Regions from separate parts of the Mus musculus genome. Here region 1 is linked to region 2. A link is a contact called in public promoter capture Hi-C data. All regions are on one chromosome and are shown on one strand. Each heading gives the region's core, a stretch centred on a gene start, on an enhancer-like site or on the middle of the called end of the contact. The rest is flanking DNA. Distances are from core to core; before and after follow the strand shown.

What was found. Promoter capture Hi-C pulls out the DNA fragments that hold promoters and counts their contacts.
Region 1: a promoter capture Hi-C map of fetal liver shows a contact between it and region 2, with 2.8 times the contacts expected there. The contact joins the promoter of Aoc2 here to the promoter of Ezh1 in region 2. A contact is called at or near these places in 11 of 39 promoter capture datasets (the C10 cell line, the HPC-7 cell line, cranial neural crest and 8 more), 1 of 15 datasets of contacts at CTCF or cohesin (the NIH/3T3 cell line), 5 of 484 Hi-C or Micro-C datasets (embryonic fibroblasts, embryonic stem cells, forebrain and 2 more), 22 of 115 datasets of contacts at active chromatin or transcription factors (the 230-238 cell line, CD8 T cells, the NIH/3T3 cell line and 18 more) and 4 of 9 other capture datasets (adipose tissue, liver, macrophages and 1 more).

The regions. Positions count from the first base shown.
Region 1 is chr11:101,321,503-101,326,394 of GRCm38.p6, reverse strand. Aoc2 (amine oxidase, copper containing 2 (retina-specific)) reads right to left here and starts at 1,332. Exons shown (of 4, transcript NM_178932.1): 1 at 1-1,332. The coding sequence starts at 1,302. It overlaps Psme3 (proteaseome (prosome, macropain) activator subunit 3 (PA28 gamma, Ki)), which reads right to left. Exons shown (of 11, transcript NM_011192.4): 11 at 2,858-4,603. The coding sequence ends at 4,523.
Region 2 is chr11:101,223,024-101,228,023 of GRCm38.p6, reverse strand. Ezh1 (enhancer of zeste 1 polycomb repressive complex 2 subunit) reads left to right here and starts at 1,561. Exons shown (of 21, transcript NM_007970.3): 1 at 1,561-1,628.

The DNA of each region.
Region 1 (4,892 bases), core at 83-2,582, 99 kb before region 2:
GGGCAGTCCCTGGGCCTCCTCAAATACACACACAGCCCCTGGAAGCAGCTGGACTGACCCCGTGCCCACCAGTACATGGATGTCCACCATTGTGGCTTGATAGGGGCAATCCACCCCCCGAACCAAAGCTCGGCTGTTGAGACCAAGCCCATAGCTGCTGTCCAAGTACCGGATCGTCATTGTTTTGGGGGAATCAGCACCATAAACTGTCAGACACTCCTGGACACTGACTTCATAAGCCACACGCTCACCCTTGAACCGAATATCAAAAATTCTTAAGCCACTGAACACCCCATGACCAAAGGTAAATGTCCAGAGGGGAGATGTCACTGAGTTTCCCTGTATGTTATACTGGGGACCCTGAAGTGAGAACTGAAGAGGGGGAAGAGGAGGGTCTGGAGTGACTCTAGGCCTCAAGGAGGAAGCTCCACCTGGTGTGGGTAGAGGGACCCGAATCACTTCTAGGCGGCCAACTTTAAACTCCCATTCCAACTGGGCCAAGTCTGCATAGTAATGCCCAAGGTAGAAGACCTGTTGGACTACCCAGTCGGCAGGGTCCAGGGCCCCGTGGTCCAACAGTAGCTCCAGCCCCACAGGGTGAAGGAACACTCCAAGACCTGAGATGTTATGGTAGAGGGCTATCCAGGTAGCTCGATCGCCTGCATGGAAACCACTAGCAGTAGAATGCAAAGGTGCCAAGGTGGAGCCATTGTAGTTCAAGACAGAAGCCAGAAAGGTGGGTGCCTTTGGTAGCTCCACTTCTTTCAAATGCCTCCATATCTGAACAAACTCAGTTTTCTGCATGGGGCGCCGATAATAGGGCAGGGGGCCGCCGTGGCGCTCCACAGTCACATCCCGCATGTAGGAGGGGTGAGGCAGGGGCCCCACCACCAGCTCACTCACGTTGGGCTTGGGTTGTCCACCAAAGAAGATGATGGCTAGTGCCTCTCGCACAGGTGGGGGCCCCCCTCTGTCCAGGTGGGCCAGGGCTGCAGCCTTGGCAGGCAGCTGCAACTCTACTGAGAAGACACAGTTGTCCGAGGGTCGAGCCTGGGCTGCATCCACCAGCCCCGGCCCCAGGTGCTTGGTCAGGAAGCTCATCACAGCTGTCAGCTCCTCTGGGGTCAGGTCTGCAAACAGCTGGCTCTGGCTAGGGTGTGTCCAGGGATGAATTCTGGGAGGTATGGAAGGGCATCGAGGAGACTGGCTGAAACTGCCTTGCCTGGTCAGCAGGACATAGACCAGAGCAAAGACAGTGAGGAAAGACAGCCCCAGAAGCAGCAGCAGCACCTTGAGATTCATGGCTGGCACTGAAGCTCCCCCCGTCCTGAGAGCTCATCGGTGTCTGACATTGTGGCAGGCTTATATTCAGGATGATGGAGAGGAATGGACTAAACTCCACCCTGTGGGCTGGACAGGAAATCTCTGATCGTGCTTTATGTAGTTCTGTTCCAATTTTCTGTCTTGTGCTCTGGCTCAAGACATTACATAGCTTGCTCCTGTCCCTAAACTTTGACTGCCAATGGTCACTAACTACTACGTGTCATCATTTAGAACAGGTGAGAGGGATGGGGTGGGTAATGGAGCTGAACTACCTGAGAAGGCAGTTTCGATACACACTCCTTCCTTTCCCTGTCTAACACACAAGTACTAACAAAACACCTCTTAGCAGAATTACATTCCCAGTTCCCAGACCCACCGCCCAACTCAGCAATGAGCAGTCAGCTCTACCTGGGACCTAATGAGTGCCTGACTTGGGAGACCCAGGCCTTACTCTATCCAGTCAGAGAGACGACTGGTTGAGGTTGAGCTGTGTTTAGGTCTATACAATGATCCAGTCCAAGTTATGTAGCCTTAAAGGGGCTACATATCCTGAATTTCTTCCCTATGAAGGCGCATGAGGCATGGTCATTTATACTGATAATACCAACACTCAAGAGGAGTGCTGAGAGTTCAACTAAGCTACATGAGTGAATTATAGGTCAACCTAGGTGATACCCTGCCTTAAAAAATAAAAAGCATAGCCAGGGAGAGGTACTATATGCCTTCAATCCCAGCACTCAGGAGACAAGCCGATCTGTTGAGTTTGAGGCCAGCCTGGTCTTTAGAGCGGTCCTAGGACAGCCAAGGCTACACAGAGAAGGGTCTTTAAAAAACAAACAAAAAAACCGAATAAATATATAAAAAGCATAAAAGTATTCTGTGGAGTGCTTTTGATTAAAATGTAGCCTTACACAGCAAGTGCTTAGTAACCCTGGAGGGAGGGAGGGAGGCAGGCAGGCAGAGCAGGTAGCTAGTGGCTCTAAACTCTGGGATAGAATAGAGTAGATGCCCCTCCCCTACTGGGACCTTAAACCTCTATAGACAATGAAGAGTCTCACTGTCAGGAGGGAAGTGAGGACATGTTATTTTAGAGGGATGTAAGCCTCTTATGAGCACTGTGGGTCAGTATAAACCAATACCAGGAGTTCCCTCAAAAAAGTATGTATGAAGTAAGTATGTATGTATGAATGTATGTATGTATGTAGAGGCAAGCTGGTATGGAGGAAAAGGACTGGATCGACAGGGTCAGCCCGAGCTGCTGGTCCCACACATAACCACAGCAGCCTCTGCTGGCAGCTCAGGGTATCACCAGGAAGGACCTGGAATCTGGTGAAGACAGGCAGCTTTCACACAATTGAGCGTCAACACACAGCAGGAACCACCTCCCATTAGTTCTTGCACTGTGAAGAGGAATGAAGGTTCAACTAGTAAGTTCACACACGACAGGCTAGCCAGAGTGTCTGTGAAGATGGGTGTCTGAATGCTCATGTGTGACCCTTATGTCCCTCAGTCACCAGAGTACAGCACCAGGGTCTGCAGCTTTAGAAAGAGGTCAAAGTACCTGTATTTTTAATAATTTCTTGACATGGTAAAAGAATTTTACATTACAATCCAAGGAAGGAGGGGCAGAGGGACAATCAAACAAAAGGAAAACCAAGAAACACATGGTGGGGGGAGGGGAGGGGCTCAGCTGGAAGGGATCTGAGGGTGGATAGGTGCACTGCCCAACGAAAATGCGATTGGTTTGTTACTGAGCACTATTCTTGGGAAGAGAGCATCCCGCATCCCGCCTCCTTTCCTACAGAATGCTGGGAGTGAAAGTGATGCATCCCAGGTGGAAATATGATTTGGGATTGGAAGACGGAGAGGAATAAAAGTCAAATAGACACTGAGAGTCAGTCACTGGCAGGCTAATTGCAGAGACCAACTCTCACTTAAAAAGCTGGGGGCTAGTGCGATTAATACAAACGCTTTAACAAGTGGTACCTCTGGAAGATTCAAGAGAGGAGGCAACTCTTCTATGGGTTTGACCTTCGCAGCATATTAACACACACACACGAACACACACACACATGTGCACGTGTGTATGTGCACACACACACACGTATACACATGAATTACTGCTTTCCCTGGAAGCACAATACTATAAATACGAGAAACATTTCCCAAAGGGAAAGCACAGCGAGGAGCAGCAGCCTCTGCACCTCACAGCCGGCCGCTCCCCAGCCAGCGCACATGCTGGCCTAGGAGAAGACAAGTGCGGGCCAGAGGACCAGCTTTTGCATAACACCAAAAAGAACCTGAGCCACAGAGGGAAGGCCTTCATGAGCCCTCTGCTGCTCGGCTCTCGGTTCTCCTTCAGCTTACCCTGGCACCAACTGCTACATTATCAGAAGAGGGTGGGCCTGGGACTTTTGCCTGGGTGGATGACTAAGACAACTATCACCTGCTGAGATGTTTGTATGTGAAGGGCTTGAGGGAGTGGTGGTGCAGGAAGGAAGGTATGTTCTATAATGGAGCAGGAAGCATGTATGCATGTCCCTATGCGTGTTTACATGTGTACACATGTGTATGTGAAAACCCCAGTTATAAAAACATCCAAAGAAGCTGCAGGGATGCAGGTGAAGGTCTAGGGGACCCCTCGCCACAGTCAGGCTCAGAGCGGGATGGATGTAGGTGGGAAGCCCTAAGGCATCACCTGGGCAGGCAAGGAGGACCCAAAGTCCCACAGAAACGAGACACTAGCCTTGTGACAAGAGATGTCCCTTCCACCTCCACTCCCCCTGTTCCTAAAAGACACCTAACACTTTCCCTATAGTTCCTCCAGCTTTTAACCAACTAATCATCAAAAGGAAGAAAATACAAAACCTAAAACAGGGGAAGGGGGAGAGAAGGGAAGAAAAAACAAAAACCCACAATTACGCTTGTGCCAGTATGTTGCACAAACCTGGAGTTCTCCAGAAATTAGGACAGGCTGGGTGGGGGGTGTTGGGGAAGGAGATAGAAGAGTTCCTGAGGCCTGAAAAAAGAGGTAAACACGTCACAGAACTAGATGAGAGTTTCATTAGACTCTAACTAAAAACAGAGAGGTGTGATTACTATTTCCAGCCAGTTTTCCCATCACGATAGTCATGTAACAAACCAAGGCAATGTCGGTCTTGAGCCAGACTCACAAAGTCCCCTGGCCCTGGCCCTGGCCTCAGTACAGTGTCTCTGCATTGCTGCTCCGGGGCCGTTTGATCTTCTCAATGTTTTTCAGGATCATGTCATGGAGAGTGACCTAGGACAGGAAGGATCAGGAGATCACTCATCTGTTCAACCTCTACCTCACCAAGAGAGCGATGCTCCAAGCAATCGCTTACCTTACCCAACTCTCATCACTTAACACAGCTGGGGGGGGGGGGGGGGCACCACCACCTCCTACACGCCTAAGCTGGCTCAAGCATTGATCACACTGAGAAGTACGAGAAAGTCCTTTAATAATGCTGCCTTGATGTTAAAAGTCTAGGTTTTTTACTCAGTAATCAAACTCTATTTTAGAAAAAAATTGAAGTCAAGTCTGAGCTTAA
Region 2 (5,000 bases), core at 312-2,811:
CTAGGGGAGTTGCCATGGGGAAGTGGGGCTAGGGAGGAAGAGGGAAAGAGAGAAAGGAAAAGAGAAAGGGAGGGAGGAGAGAGAGAGAGAGAGAGAGAGAGAGAGAGAGAGAGAGAGAGATTGAGCGCGCGAGCAGAGCCGGATAGCGCCAGCATGAGAAATGTCTGGATTATACAGGGAAGAACCTCTCTGGAGAAACAGCAGCCCAGCCCCTGGGCTGGAAAGTTCAGGGTTGGGGGCAGGGTATGCCAGGTAGGAACTGAAGGGTTGCTGGGAGAACTTGGAGGCCAGGTCCACTTTGATATGTAAAATATGCACCTCAGTCCCTTTTCTGCAGACACCTGCCTCTGCCTCTGCCTCCAAAGTGCTGGGATTAAAGATGTGTGCCACCACTATACCTACCTCCAAAGTTTTTGATAAAAGGAAAAGAATAGTGGAGGCTGGAGAGATGGTACAGTGGATAAGAACAAAGGCGACTTTAAAAAGGACCAAGATTTGATCTTCAGCACCTACATGGTACCTCACTACGGTTAGCAACTCCAGTCCCAGGGGATCTGATGGCCTCTTTTGGCCTCCAAGTATGCCCACAAACACATGGTACAGATACATACACCCAGGCACACACACACACACACACACACACACACACACACACACTAAAACAAACAAATGCATCGTTAAAAAATAACTAAAAGTCCGGGGAGTGGTGGTGCATGCCTTTAATCCCAGCACTTGGGAGGCAGAGGCAGGCAGATTTCCGAGTTTGAGGCCAGCCTGGTCTACAAAATGAGTTCCAGGACAGCCAGTGCTACACAGAGAAACCCTGTCTCGAAAAAAACAAAAACAAAACGAAAACGAAAAACCACCCCCCCCAAAAAAACAAAAAACCAAAACCAAAAACCACCATAGCATGTATTAAAACACACATACGCAAATAAATAAATAATAAAATATTTTGAAAAAAAGAACCTGTTCGTTTCTGATGATGGATATTTCTTGCCTCTATAGTTACTATTCCCTTTTTGTAATATTAAGTATCTTGTGGAGAGGTTTAAAAAATATTCTCGAGGGCTGGAGAGATGGCTCAGCGGTTAAGAGCGCCGACTGCTTTTCTGAAGGTCGTGAGTTCAAATCCCAGCAACCACATGATGGCTCACAACCATCCGTAATGATATCTGATGCCCTCTTCTGGGGTGTCTGAAGACAGCTACAGTGTACTTACATATAATAAATAAATAAATAAATATTAAAACAATATTCTCAAGCCGGGCGTGGTGGCGCACACCTTTGATCCCAGCACTTGGGAGGCAGAGGCAGGCTGTCTTCCAAAATTTGACTTGTAAGTTGTCTAAACACGGTTGGCAATGGTGCGCTGCTGAATAAAGTCTTCAAGAAGAGATCTGTGGCTCCAGGATGACTTTTCTCTGACAGCGCCACCTAGGAAAGTGTCGGACTAGAGCTACATCACCTTAGCGAAAACACACACCTGCGAAGACCGCAGCCCAGGTGATCCACCCTCAGAGTGCGCACGCGCACGGAGGGGAGGCGCGGGGCGTGGCCGCGGCGCAGGGGCGTGGCCGTAGCGCGCAGGCGTCCTAGTGGCGGGTGGCTGCGTCTCAGGATGGAGGGTGAGTGAGTAAACAAGACGGGGCTGGGCGGTGGGGCCGGGCCTGGGCTTGGCGTGACGCTTGAACCTCAGGGCTGGGGAGGCGAAGAAATGAGGAAACTGAGGGCCACACCATTGCCTGACCCGGGGTAGCGCGAAGCCTGTCGTCCCGAGTGTGGTGGGACCCGGGGCGACAGCGCGTGCGAGCTGCGGGGGGCCGCGTGGCGGAGGGGGCGCGGCGGGGGCGGACCCGGCTGGTGGCCCGTGCCAACGTGGGTGGGCCTTGGCGTCTGCCAGGGGACCCTGACTCTTGTAAGCGGGAGGGCCAGAGGCCCGGGTGGCTCGGGCTCGCAGAGGCTTTGAGTGATGTTGAGGAAGGGGTGGCCAGGCCGAGATGCCCGCCAAGTGTGAGAGGTTCTTAAGACGCCCAAGTGTCAGGGTCGAGATTCCCGGGGTCGCGCGGCACCTCCTCAACATTTTGCTCCCGGACCTTGTCGCTGGTCTAACTCGCCTCACTTTAGTTCCGGGTTTGAGTGAGGATTTGTCTTCAAACTGTGACTGTCTCTCCCGTCCCCAGAATTCCCAGAAACGATATGTAAATGAACGCATCCCGAAGTAAAAGGGAAGGTGCTATATTTGGGACATAACTTGTCAGGAAGTAGATGTGAGACAAAGCTTTAAGAGAATTTTTTTTGGGGGCGTGTTTCGAGACAGGGTTTCTCTGTGTAGCCTGACTGTCCTGGAACTCACTCTGTAGACCAGGCTGGCCTCGAACTCAGAAATCCGCCTGCCTCTGACTCCCAGTGCTGGGATTAAAGGAGTGCACCACCACGCCTGGCGAGAATTGTTAAGATTTAGTTGTTTGGGTTTTTGTTGTTGTTGTTGTTGTTTGTTTGTTTGTTTTTAATGTGTGTGCACTCTATGTATGGATGGTTCCAGGGACATCGAATCCCTTGGTACTAGAGTTAAGGATGCTTACATACCACCATGTGGGAGCAGGGAACTGAGCCAGTCCTTGTTGTTTGCAAGAGCAACAAGTGTTCTTAACCGCTGAGCAGGCTTTTCACCATGTGGGACGAGCTTACTTTGGTCAAAGTGACCACTGAGATGATGTAGGTGGTGGGGCACAAGGAAGAGAATGGAAATAGATTAGATGGAGGTTAGTGTTGGAGGTGTGGGTAAACTGATTAGCCAAAGTATGGAACCTATGCCTTGGGAAACAGAGCCAAGGATCACAAAGAATTGGATATGTACAGGGAGGACATTGAAAATGTAGAGACTTTTGGGGTACATTTGCTACATGATATCTCAGAATAAGAAATCTTCAGCCCAATGAATATTTTTGTTGATTTTGGTCTCTGCATAGCACCTGGCTATCTTTGAACTCTCCCTGTACACCAGGCAGGCCTTGAACTCACAGGATCCTCAGGCCTCTACCTCTTGGGATTAAAAGGTATGACTCACCCTCCACCCAAAGATTTTAAGACGAGGAAAGGACATTGGATGTCTTTCCAGCCTGAGAAGGTTTGACCGCTGCCCCAGTCTTTTGATTTTTGAGAAACCTGTTTTCAGCCTTGGAAACCCAGTTGTGGCTCTGAAGGGAGATAACCAGCTCACATAGGAGTGAATGCATGTTAGGAGAGAAGACCTTAATCACATAAACAGGATGCTAGTTGTGATGTTGCAGCCTTAGAATCCCAGAACTCCGTTAATGGAATTAGGAGGCTTAGGAGTTCAAGGCCAGCCTTTTCAAGGTCAGCCTGGTCTAAATGAAACTCTGTGTCAAAACAACCACAAAAGTATGTAAACCTGGAAGAACCATCTGTAAAAAGGAAACATCTGAGGGGATGTGGCGCACACACCCTTCTAAAGCCTTCTGTGGATGTTCTGACTCATGTCTAACCGAAGAGTCTGGTTTTTATTGAATGATAATGGATGGTCCCCAACAAAACTTTATGCTGATGTAGTTCATAATCAGCTAGGGCAGGGCCCTGCCTATAGCAGGCTAATGTGGTTGTATATCTTCAAGGCAGCTCTCTTCCACTGGTCCTGGAAATTTAAAAAAAAAAAAAAAGCATCCCCGGAGAAAACCAAATCCGTTTTGATTTTTGTTACTCTTGTCTGCAGTGGGGATGGCCTGGTTCTATTGAACACTAGGAAATATTTATGTTAATTAGAGTTCTTTAGTTAAGATTGTGGTTCACAGCAAACCAGGCATGGTGGTCCATGTCTGTAATTCTGGTACTAAGGAGATAGAGGTAGGTGGTTCAGTAGTTCAAGGTTATCCATGACGACCTAGCATCCTTGAGGTGAGGTTGATGGAGGATCTGAGATACTGGCATTTTGTTGTTTGTTTTGAGCCCTGGCTGTCCTAGAACTCATTCTGTACAAGTGTTGATGAAATTGAAACTAGTGACTCAATTTAGATATATATTTTTAAAGATGTATTTATTTTATGTATATGAGCACACTGTAGCTGTCTTCAGACACCAGAAGAGGGCATCGGATCCCATTACAGATGATGTGATCCACGCTATGGTTGCTGGGAATTGAACTCAGAACCTCTGCAAGAGCAGTCAGTGCTCTTAACTACTGAGCCATCTCTTTAGCCTCCATTTTATATATCTTATGTCCATAGTTTAACCCTCCTTCCCATTCCTATTATGAATTGAGGATGAAACAACAATAGGCTGAGGAGATGGCTCAGCTGTTGAAGAGTATCCTGTTACTTTTGTAGAGGATGCTGACTTGGGTCCCAGGACCCACATGGCCCATAACCCCAGCTCTAGGGGATCTGACTGATACCAGCTTCTGAACTCTGAGGGCACTGCCCTTCCGCGGCATACATATGTACATGTAGACCAAACACTGACATAAAATAAATCTGATAATAAATTTTAATTAAAATGGAAAAAACAAGATGGGACAATTAAGAAGCTATGGTGCCACATGGCTCCAAAGCCTTTGTTATTTTGCTTACTAACTAGATTATTAACTAGTGAAGAACCAGGTGTGGTCTTTGTGTGTCTCTGTGTGTGTTGGGTGCTGTTTTTTTCTTCTGTGGCAAGTTGTGTGGTAAGCATATGTTGCACTTTGCTTCTTGTTTTTCTTTGTGTGCACACAGGAGGTCAGAGGATATATTTCAGGAGTGGTTTCTCCACCATGTACGTTTCAGGGCTGGAACTCAGGTTGTCAGGTGTGGCAGCAAGAACCTTTACTCAAATTTCACATTCTCACCTGCAGTGCCGCGGTTCTGTTTGCTTCACGCACTCATTTATAATTAATTTTATCAGCCTTTTTCTAAGTTAGCCATACTAGTGAGTATACTTACAATCTCATTATTTTTTGAAGTTTATTTTTAATTGCTTCTATGTATCCATGAGTGCAGGTATCC